Linked DNA regions of Sus scrofa: region 2 is linked to region 1. Evidence: chromatin contacts called from public Hi-C data. All regions are on one chromosome and are shown on one strand. The core of a region is the stretch at or near the end of the contact, and the rest is flanking DNA. Distances in the headings are between cores, read along the strand shown.

Region 1 (4,725 bases), core at 821-3,320:
GCTCCCGGGAGAGCCCCCGCGGACGCCGGCTCGGCGGCGGTTTCGCCCGGTCGCGGCTTCTGCCTTCTCGCGGGCTTTCAGTTTTCGACAGTCCTTTCGCTCCTGCGGCTTTGGGACGTGACCAGACGAGGCCAAGCGAAGAGTGAGAGCTGGAGAAAAACCAGAAGCGCAGAACTGATGAAGAGTCCGCCACCCTCTCGGCCTGGCCTGGATGGATATGAGATGACCTGTCATGACGTCTTTTTAAAAAACGTATTTCGTTTTACCCTGTTCCTTGAGGAACATTTGGAAAACCCAGAAAAACTGAAAGAGGAAAATAATGACTTACAGCCTCATTCAGCTGAAGGCAACTGCTCTAAACGTTTGGCACCTTTCCCTCCCAACTTTCACCGAAGTTAAACAGATAAATGTGCATGTCTTAATGATTATTGGAAGAGATGGACCTGGATACCAACAACGGAAAAACAGAAGAGAGAATAAAGTGGAATAAAATTGTGGACGTTTTCTTCACGAGGCTGTCCCTTCTCCATGCTGCTGTTTGGTTTTACCACCTTCTTTTCTCCCCGGGCTTTCCTGATGAAACATTTTTCAACCATCTTTTCCTTCCTCAAAGTGCTTCACAGGATCTTCCTCTTGCTTTAAACAGGGAGTTTAAGTAAAATTGGCTATTGTTTTGAAATCTTCCACTGTTTATGCTGTAATATCCCACCGCAGACATGATGCAAATACTACTGACAAAAAGAGGAGATGCTCAGTGGTGAAAAGAATCCCAACCTAAAGGAATGAAAAGTGGGATGATGGCTATCAGCTGAAAAATAGCCACACCTATTGGCCACCTTGCAGATTTCGGACTCTTGGGAGGATGGCGCGCCCTAGAGGTCAACAGTGATGATGCACCATCATTTCCTACCTGCTCAAATTTCCTAGTCGTTCTCACCCAAAGTATTCCACAAAGTATACTTGGAAATTGGTAAAGCTAATATCGTTTGGGCGAGAATTTCTATATCCCTTTTTTCAGTGCTCAAATTCCTTTCCATCTCTACACGCTTAGGAAGCCCTATACCCCTCAAAGGGACTACCTTATACTGCTTTGTACAAGCTGAGCAACACAGAGGCAATTAAGTACTTGAATTGCTGGAACAGGGGAGCCAAACTCAAATACGCAAAGGAGCTAGGAAATCACTGTGGCTGAGTGAATCCGTCAGCAAGACCTGCTTTTCCAGATCTTCTGATTTACAGAGAAGCAAGAATTTTATGTGAAAGCCTGATTATGTGAAATCTCTATAGACTGCATATTCTTGTGTTTTCATTGTTGTCAGTTAGTAGCAGATCATGCTCCCTCCCTGAAACTGCCTTTGACTTTTCAATTTTATATCATCAGGTTGTATCACTCATCACTCTTCACTGTTGCGGTCATCCACTGCTCTCCCCCTCCTCAATTCTGCCTCCTCATTTTTAGACCATATAGCTCCTGCTTACTGTAATTCTTTCAAGTGCAAACGCTGTCTTAATCCTTGGTGACTTAAAATACATGTAGATAAATGATGATCTTTCTAATACAAGGAACTATTTAAGTTCCTTGATTTGTCTTGTTCAGTGGTTTTGTCCTCCGTCCTTTTTCAGCCACTCACTCGTCCACTAGAACTTGTCATTGGCAATAACTGCACCCCACGTGTGAATTCTATTTCATCAATCTGCTCTCTGATCACATCTATCCTATCCTTCTAGTGCATTCCCTCTAGTACTCTAACCCCCCAAACCCCTACCCCCCCACCAGGATTCCAAATCCAAAATCTTGCCAACTTTTCTCTGGCCCCACCCTCTGGACATTTTCACTTTTCTCTTTATCCATCAAGTCTATACTCAATTATTTTAATCCCTCCCTTGCATATGCTCTCTATTCTCTTGCTCCCCCTCACTTTGTTGAACTCTTGGCAAATCTATCATCCTGATAAAATCCAGTTTTTGGCTCTACACACACACCTGATTATAGCTGGGAGGGAGTGGGGAGGAAAAAAAATCTTTTAATTGGACTCAATTTAAAATCAAGAGTTCCCGTCGTGGCGCAGCAGAAACGAATCTGGCTAGGAACCATGAGGTTGCGGGTTCCATCCCTGGCCTTACTCAGTGGGTTAAGGATCTGGCGTTGCCGTGAGCTGTGGTGTAGGTTGCAGACGTGGCTCGGATCCTACGTTGCTGTGGCTGTGGTGTAGGCCGGCGGCTACAGCTCCAATTTGACTCCTAGCCTGGGAACCTCCATGTGCCGTGGGTGCAGCCCTGAAAAGACAAAAAGAAAATTAAATAAATAAATAAAATCAAAGCCATGTTTCTCAAGTGGGTCCTTTATGCTGCCAGGCAGTAACACCAGTGCTGTTAGTTCATTTATTCTGCTGATCTCCTTGATAAGTCGTTTATGCCCAATTTCTTCTCCTTGATCTCTTAAACTTCTCCCTCATGCTTAGGCTTGGCTGATGATCTTAAGAGTACTGATGCATCAGGAAAAACTTTTGCAGAATCTTACCACATCAACCTACCTACTATCATCTGTGTCAACATACACTCTCATCCTCCCCCTCCCTTTTCTGTGGATCAATTATCAAGGTTCCCAAATCTCATCCCTTTACTTGGGCACTAGATCCCATCTTCTCTCATGCTCTGCAAAGTCATCAGTTCTCTTTTCTGGATCCATTCCATCAGCATGAAAAGATGCTGTTATTTTTTCCTTCTTAAAACAAACCAAAAAAAATTTTGATGCCATTTTCCTCTTTGATGCCACAATCATCCCATTTCTTTTCTCCTATTTATAGTAAAGGGTTGACTATTCTGTCTCTAATTTTTCTCCTTTTATCTTCTCTTAAGCCCACTGTAACTAAAGCCATCTGTCCCTCACTCCATTGAAACTACTCTCTTCAGGGTCACCTATCTCCACATCATTACTAAAGATAGTCAAGTAAGTCCCCATCTTATTTGACCTACCAGTACTTTTTTGTCACAGTTGATCACCTCTTCCTTCTTGGACACTTTTTTCATTTGTCTTCCACATTCTCTTACATTTTTTCTTGCTGCATTTGTTATTCTTCAGCTTCCCTTCATTGGGTCCTCCAATTCTCCCTGAACACTTTTAAAACATTTTTTATTCAAGTATAGTTGATTTATAATGTTGGGCGCTCTCCCATAACTCAGTGTTGGCATGCCCCAGTGCTCAGTTCATAGTTCTCTCTTTTGACACCCACTCCCTTGGTGATCTAAGCCAGTTTTGAGACTTTAAATAGCAACTATCTTCCCAGGACTGCCATATACCCATGTTTAGCCCAGACCTCTCTCTTGAGCTTCAGACTCAGGTCCACGATCAAACCCTTGATCATGCCTCCTGGACCTGCCCTTTGACATTCTTCCTCATCTACTCTATCCTTCCAGTTGCTTGAAGCAAAAACTATAGAGAGAAGAGACATCCTTGACTCCTCCACTTCTTCACAGCTTATGTCCAATCCACCAGCAAATCCTGGTGACTCTCTTCAAAATACATTTAGAATCTGATGATGCTTTTCTCCACCTCCACAACTGCCACTCTGGTTTGAGCCATCACCGGTCTTGTCCAGGTTACTGTCCTTGTCTCCTAACTAAAAGCTTTCACTATCGCCTCCTACAGGCTTTAATCAACCTTGCAGCCAGATTGAGCCTTTCAAATCACATCTGATGATGGCTCTCTGTTCAGAAACCAACAATGCTTCTAATATCACTCAGAAGAAAGATCAAACTCTTCATATGATCTGCATTCTCTTTCCCACTCCCCCTCCACTCTGTTACCCTCTGATGGTGTTTCCTTGTTCATTCTGCGTAGCGACAATGACTCCTTGCTGATCCTGGAACACACCAGGCAGAATCCCACATTAGATCAATTGTCCTTGCTACTCTCTTGCCTGGAATTCTCTTACCATGTGACTGTTGTCTACCCTGACTTCCATATTTAAAATTTATATGGTCCATGTACTCATATTCAGGCTGGCATGCAACTGGAATTGGCAATAAGTGACTGGAATTGGCAATGATCCTAAGAATACTGATTTTATAATATAATAATTTATGGCTCTGGAGACCAAATCTCATTCAGATTTCTCTCCCTCTCTTTCTCTCTTGATCTGAATAAGAACAGGCAGCAGCTTTGGCCATCTCTGGAACCATTTTGCAACCACACAGAGATGACTATTAGAACGAAGTGAGTCCTGGGGATGGTCTAATGAGAGAAAAAAAACAGACCCTTGATAAGATCATTAGCCAACTCATTTGTTCTATGCCTAGAGAATATCCTGCCTGTGGATTTGTAATTATATGACATAAGTTCTCCTATTAAGTCAGTTTTTAAACCAGGGGTGTTGTCATTTGCAGCTAAATGCATTCTAACTGATTCGCTGAAGAGACATTTGGTAATACTCCCTAATTTGTCGAGGGCCTATAAAACCTATGGGAAGGAAACGAGCTTCCTCCATCCAAAACTGGAGTTCAAGTGTATATATACAGCGCTATCTGTGGAATGTGAGACGGGCATGGAAACTGGATTGTGGAGAGAGACAGCAGGGCCCCTGAGAGAAAGTAAATGTTAGTAGAGAATGATTCTGCCAGGATGGGTGGAAGCAGTGTGAACTTCTAGCTGTGCATGAGAGTACCCTAGAATCCACCCAGCCCCAGACCCTGCACCGCACCCTACCCACTGCCAGCATACCTGCT
Region 2 (5,366 bases), core at 2,084-4,583, 96 kb before region 1:
ACAGCTTCCCATTATGTGAGAACAATATATGCTTTGGGCTTCAGAGTAGAGCTGGTGAGAGGTGCCCATTTAGGCCAAGGTACTCCAAGAATCAGCTCAGGGATGGGCAAAAAGCCAAGCTGAAATAGCCAGGCCTTCCTTCAGCGGAGGAATGCTGTGGGTTTTCCAAAGGGGTGTGACCATTCCTGATACCAAACCTCCTATGAAATGCACTTAAACACACACCACGTTGACTTCACGTAGATGCAGTTTCCCTGACAGACTAGAGAAACGACCTACATCCATCTGCAGTCATTAGAGGGGGACGCTTCTATTACGGGATGGAAACATTTCATGAACCTGCCCCAAGCTGACCAGAAATACTCCTTTCTATCAAGCACTGTCCTTTTGTGAATTCCTCCCCTGTGCTCCCAGAGCACCTGTTGCATCTGCTGCCAATGCACTTCATCAGGGGACTTTATCATCTATTGATGTCTCTGTGTCCTAGAGGGTGGCCAGCCAGGAGAAGCTCAATGTCTGATCAAAAGCTGTGCTACGATGTTTTCAGAGTTGCTAAGAACAATGTTTTCCCTTAAGAACGGAATCTTGACACTCTGGCTGCTTTGGAAGGTCAGTTAAGTATATTACATTTGAGAAAGTGACCAAAATATTAAAACATTATATCTCTGCTAAGTGTATGTACACTGTATTCAAGTGGCTCTTAATTGCTAGTAAATCGGTTTCTCCCCCCTTTTGCTCTCCTAATTAAGGTCTCTGTGGTATCAGGCAGATCAAGACAATCAGTAGGAATAGACCATTCATTTTGCAACTGCGATTAAATAAGTGTGGTAAAGAAATACCGTTTAGAACAGGCCTTTGGGATAATCGATAAACATTTAAAATGAACGAACTCAACATTCACATTATTCAAGGATATTAACCTAAAAGTGTGGAAGAAACTTTCATGTAAATTCAGTGATCTGAATTCCTAATATGCAAAATGAAATGCCATGTTCAATTTTGTTTTTTTATACAACCATGAATATTGACATTATCCGGACAAGCAGAAAGAGCTGTCCATCGCACAGGGCTTCAAGGCTTGTACAACATGGCAGGATTTCAGTTTCTATTAAATAAACAACAAATGACTTTAAACATTTAAACACAAAGCTGAATTTTTCATAAAGAATTGATGTCCTAAGTGCCTGCACTGTTTCTTCCTCTAAAATGTAGAGAAAGTGCCCCCTAGTGGAATTTTACTGAAGTATTTCTCCCGTGTTTTCCACTGATTTCTTTAATCCTGCCTGTGGAGATGCTAAAAGGTCTACTGTTTGCCAGGCATCATGCTAGGCTCTGGGGACAAAAGATGATTCAAAGTGAAGTTCAGTGTAGCTGAGAGCAAACATTTATAGAGAAGATTGATCAGAACTGCAGATAGAGACAGGCTTCAGATAGAGACGCTGGAGCAGCATGGTACCTTCTGGAAGTTGTCAGTGGGTTCATTTGGCAAGGCATGAGCTCTTACAGGAAGGTAGACAAGATAGAAAAGCAGGCAAAGACCAGACCTTTATCCTGTTGGATAGTGTCCCCCACACAGTGTCTGATGGATATAAACAGTTGTCACAACTACTGCACAAAAACATACTGAGGGGAGTTCCTGGTGTTGTTTTGTTTTTTTTGTTTTGCTTTTTAGGGCTGCATGGATTCCAGGCTAAGGCTAAGGGTTGAATCAGAGCTGCAGCCACCAGCCTACACCATAGCCACAGCCACGCAGGATCCGAGTCATGTCTGCAATCTACACCGCAGCTCACGGCAAAGCCGGATCCTTAACCCACTGAGTGAGGCCAGGGATCAAACCTGCGTCTTCCGGGATCCTAGCCGGGTTTGTTTCTGCTGATCCATGAGGGGAACTGCAATATATTTTTTTTGAGATGCAAAGCCTGGGGATGGGGGTGAGGATAAGACACTGACAGAAAAGGGAGACGTTGAGAGTCAGCAGATCTTGCTGTTGGAAGCCTGTCTGATGGGAGTGAGTGGGTGATTGAGCCGGAGGGACAGGAAGGTGTGATCCAAGGGCTCACACTAGCCGTTTTGTGAGAAGGCCTCTGTTTCGGGCACCACGCTAGGCGTGCCCTGCATATTATTTTATTTAACCTGACAATAAACCTAGGAAGTTAATACTACTCTCCTTATTTGACAGGCGAGGCAACTGAAGTTCAAATATAGCAGCTGGGAGTTCCCATCATGGCTCAGTGGTTAATGAATCCAACTAGGAACCATGAGGTTGCAGGTTCGACCCCTGGCCTTGCTTGGTGGGCTAAGAATCCGGCATTGCAGTGAGCTGTGGCGTAGATTGCAGACTCGGCTCAGATCCTGCATTGCTGGGTCTCTGGTGTAGGCCGGCAGCGACAGCTCCGATTCGACCCCTAGCCTGGGAACCTCCATATGCTGCGGGTGTGGCCCTAGAAAAGGCACAAAGACAAAACAAACAAACGCAGCAGCTGACTTGTGCAATGTCACACAGCAGGTTGATTTGCCCCAGAGTTTGTGGATTAAATCAGAGCTCAGAGTTTGAGAGGTAGAGCAGGTGGGTAACCCAAAGCAGGAAGCTGGGCTCCAGGAGCTCCTAGACTAGGCTGGAAGGCCAGCAACACAGAGAGCTAGATTTAGATGGGTCTGACACATTAGTCATGGATTGCCACAGAATGATGGCTGGGGGTGGGGTTGGGGGTGGGAGGGTAAAGAGGTCAGCCAAGGAAACAGGTTGACTGTTAAGGAGAGAGGGTGACATGACCAGATTGTATGAGCCCTAAAAGTGCTGACTTTTTTGTAAAGGTTTGGGCAGGGCTAGCTCTATAATTTGTAGGACTGATGCAAAATGAAAATGTGGGGGACCTTTGTTCAAATACAGTATTGTTAAATGTTCTGAAAAAAACACCCTTTTATCTGCAATTGCTCTCTCTTGACTTGTCGTGGTGTTTTATTTACCATCTATTTCCTGCTCTGGCCCTTGGACGCAGGGAATGCCTGCAGAATGAGAGCAGACTGTCACAGAGGCCCCAGTGGTGGCTCTGTCCCATGACTTGGGGCATGCTCCCGCCCCCAGCTTCGGAGTTCTGCCTTCCCTGAGATGCTGCACCCCAGCTGGACACAAAGAAATCAGCCCTCCCTTCCCTCAGCCCAACACCCCAGGCCAGAGCAGGTCAGCCATGAAGGAACCACCCCATCCTTGGTGCCTGGATTGGGATGGTTGAGGAACTTAAGCGCAAGGGTGTGGCCCTGCCAGCCTGGAGAGGAGACGGTGCTTCCATGCCCTCCTCCCAAAGATGTCACAAGGTGATCTTCCCCAACTTCAACCCTGCTTGTGCCTCAAAACCGTCCCTCACCAGGGGCAGAGGGCAACAGCAGGGCACAGGTGGCATGACCCAATCACCGCCTGGGAGGGGACAGAAGTGGGGGAGGCTGGCTCGGACCCAGGGTACTGGGAGTTTGGGAAGAGGAGAGAGGGAGGCCGAGAACCTGACCAGGGAAGGAGGGAGGCAGTGAAAGGTGGAACCCCCATGAGCGGCAGCTCCAAGCCCCTGGTGCAAGCTCCCCTTTCTGTCAGACCTTACTTAATAATACAAATTAGGAGTTCCTGTCGCAGCTCAGCAGAAACGAATCTGACTAGTATCCATGATGATGCAGGTTCGATTCCTGGCCTCTCTCAGTGGGTTAAGGAGCCAGTGTGGCCTGACCTGTGGTATAGGTCACAGATGCAGCTCAGATCTTGTGTTGCTGTGGCTGTGGTATAGGCCAGCAGCTACAGCTCCAATTCAACCCCTAGTCTGGGAACTTCCATATGCTGTGGCCCTTAAAAAAAAAAAAAAAAAAAAAAAAGATGAAACTGTTGTTAGTTGTTAGTCCTATGCTGTAAAAAAGAATTATAGGAGTTCCCACTGTGGCACAGTGGAAACGAATCCAACCAGGAGCCATGAGGTTGTGGGTTCAATCCCTGGCCTCACTCGGTGGGTTAAGGATCTGGCATTGCCATGAGCTGTGGTATAGGTCACAGATGCAGCTCAGATCTTGTGTTGCTGTGGCTGTAGTATAGGCCAGCAGCTACAGCTCTGACCCAGCCCCTAGCTTGGGAACCTCAACAGGCCGCCGGTGTAGCCCTAAAAAGACATAAGACAAAATAAATAAATAAATAAATAAAAAGAATTACAGAAAGGAATGGCCTAAACAACAGACATTTATGTCACCATATTTTTGGAAGCTAGAAGTTGGAGACCAAGATATTGGCAGGTTTTAGTGTATCTTGAGGTTTCGCTCCTTGGCTTGTACATGGTCATTTTCTCCGTCTGTCTTTGCCTGGTCTTTCTTCTGTGTCTGTGTCCTCATCATCTCTTCTTACAGTGACTCTTTCAAGATTAGGAATCTCCTTTTCTTACCAGCCATATTGGATTATGGCCCACCTCCAGTGACCCCATTTAATCTTAAATAAAGGGTCTTTAAAGGACCCTATTTTCAAATACAGTCAGATTCTGAGGTGTCGAGGCTTAGGATTTCAAAATATGAATTTGGGCCAGGGTGGGGTGGGGCTAACAATTCAGCCCATATCAATCATTAAGATTTTCAGGATGACCACTGCAGAGCATTAAATCCCAAGCACGGGACACCTCTGTGCATGGGTCCCTGTGTGACTGCACTGGACATGCAGCCACGGAGCCTCCCTGGGCTGGGAGGTGAATGGTGTAGGAGCAGCGGTATGCAGCTGGAAGGATCGGACCTCCTCCTAGTCCTGGAGGTGTCAGGTTCATGGAAGCCTCTCGAGCACCTTTCCCTGGATTGAACTGTAAGGGAAGCAGAGCAGCATTCTTCTGTTTTTGTTTTGTTTTGTTTTGTTTTTGCTTTTCAGGGCCGCACCTTCGGCATACGGAGGTTCCCAGGCTAGGGGTCAAATCAGAGTGGTAGCTACTGGCCTACACCACAGCTCACTGCAACGCCTGATCCTTAACTCACTGAGTGAGGCTAGGAATCGAACCCCACATCCTCATGGATCTTAGGTTCATTAACCACTAGCCATGATGAACACTCCAAAAGCAGCATTCTTGATGAGAGCCAGGTTCTGATAAGATAACGGGAGGGGTGACAACATCTTTGAGCAAGTTGAGGATGGAAAGACATTTCTCTGCAATCAAATGAACATTCCACTGGATGGGGCAGAGCTGTCTGGGAGGGAGGTTGGCAGTGAGCAAATAAACCCTGGAGGGAACAGGGGTGTATGAGGATGGGAGAGAATAGATACCGGAGAACTTTACATTTTATTACTTATAATTATGCTGGCTTAAATCCTCTGAATTCAGATATTCAATTGAGTTATAATGGAGCATTAACATTCCTGG

The links. A called contact is a pair of places that touch in the nucleus more often than the background predicts.
Region 2: a Hi-C map of retroperitoneal adipose tissue shows a contact between it and region 1, with 2.2 times the contacts expected there. A contact is called at or near these places in 1 of 5 promoter capture datasets (liver), 13 of 47 Hi-C or Micro-C datasets (alveolar macrophages, blood, brain and 6 more) and 2 of 2 datasets of targeted methods (alveolar macrophages and skeletal muscle).

Annotation. Positions count from the first base shown.
Region 1 is chr5:30,522,049-30,526,773 of Sscrofa11.1, reverse strand. IRAK3 (interleukin-1 receptor-associated kinase 3) reads right to left here and starts at 2,070. Exons shown (of 13, transcript XM_021091960.1): 1 at 1-2,070. The coding sequence starts at 234.
Region 2 is chr5:30,618,613-30,623,978 of Sscrofa11.1, reverse strand. No RefSeq gene overlaps it. Among named protein-coding and RNA genes, the nearest start is that of HELB, 24 kb to the left of the region's middle.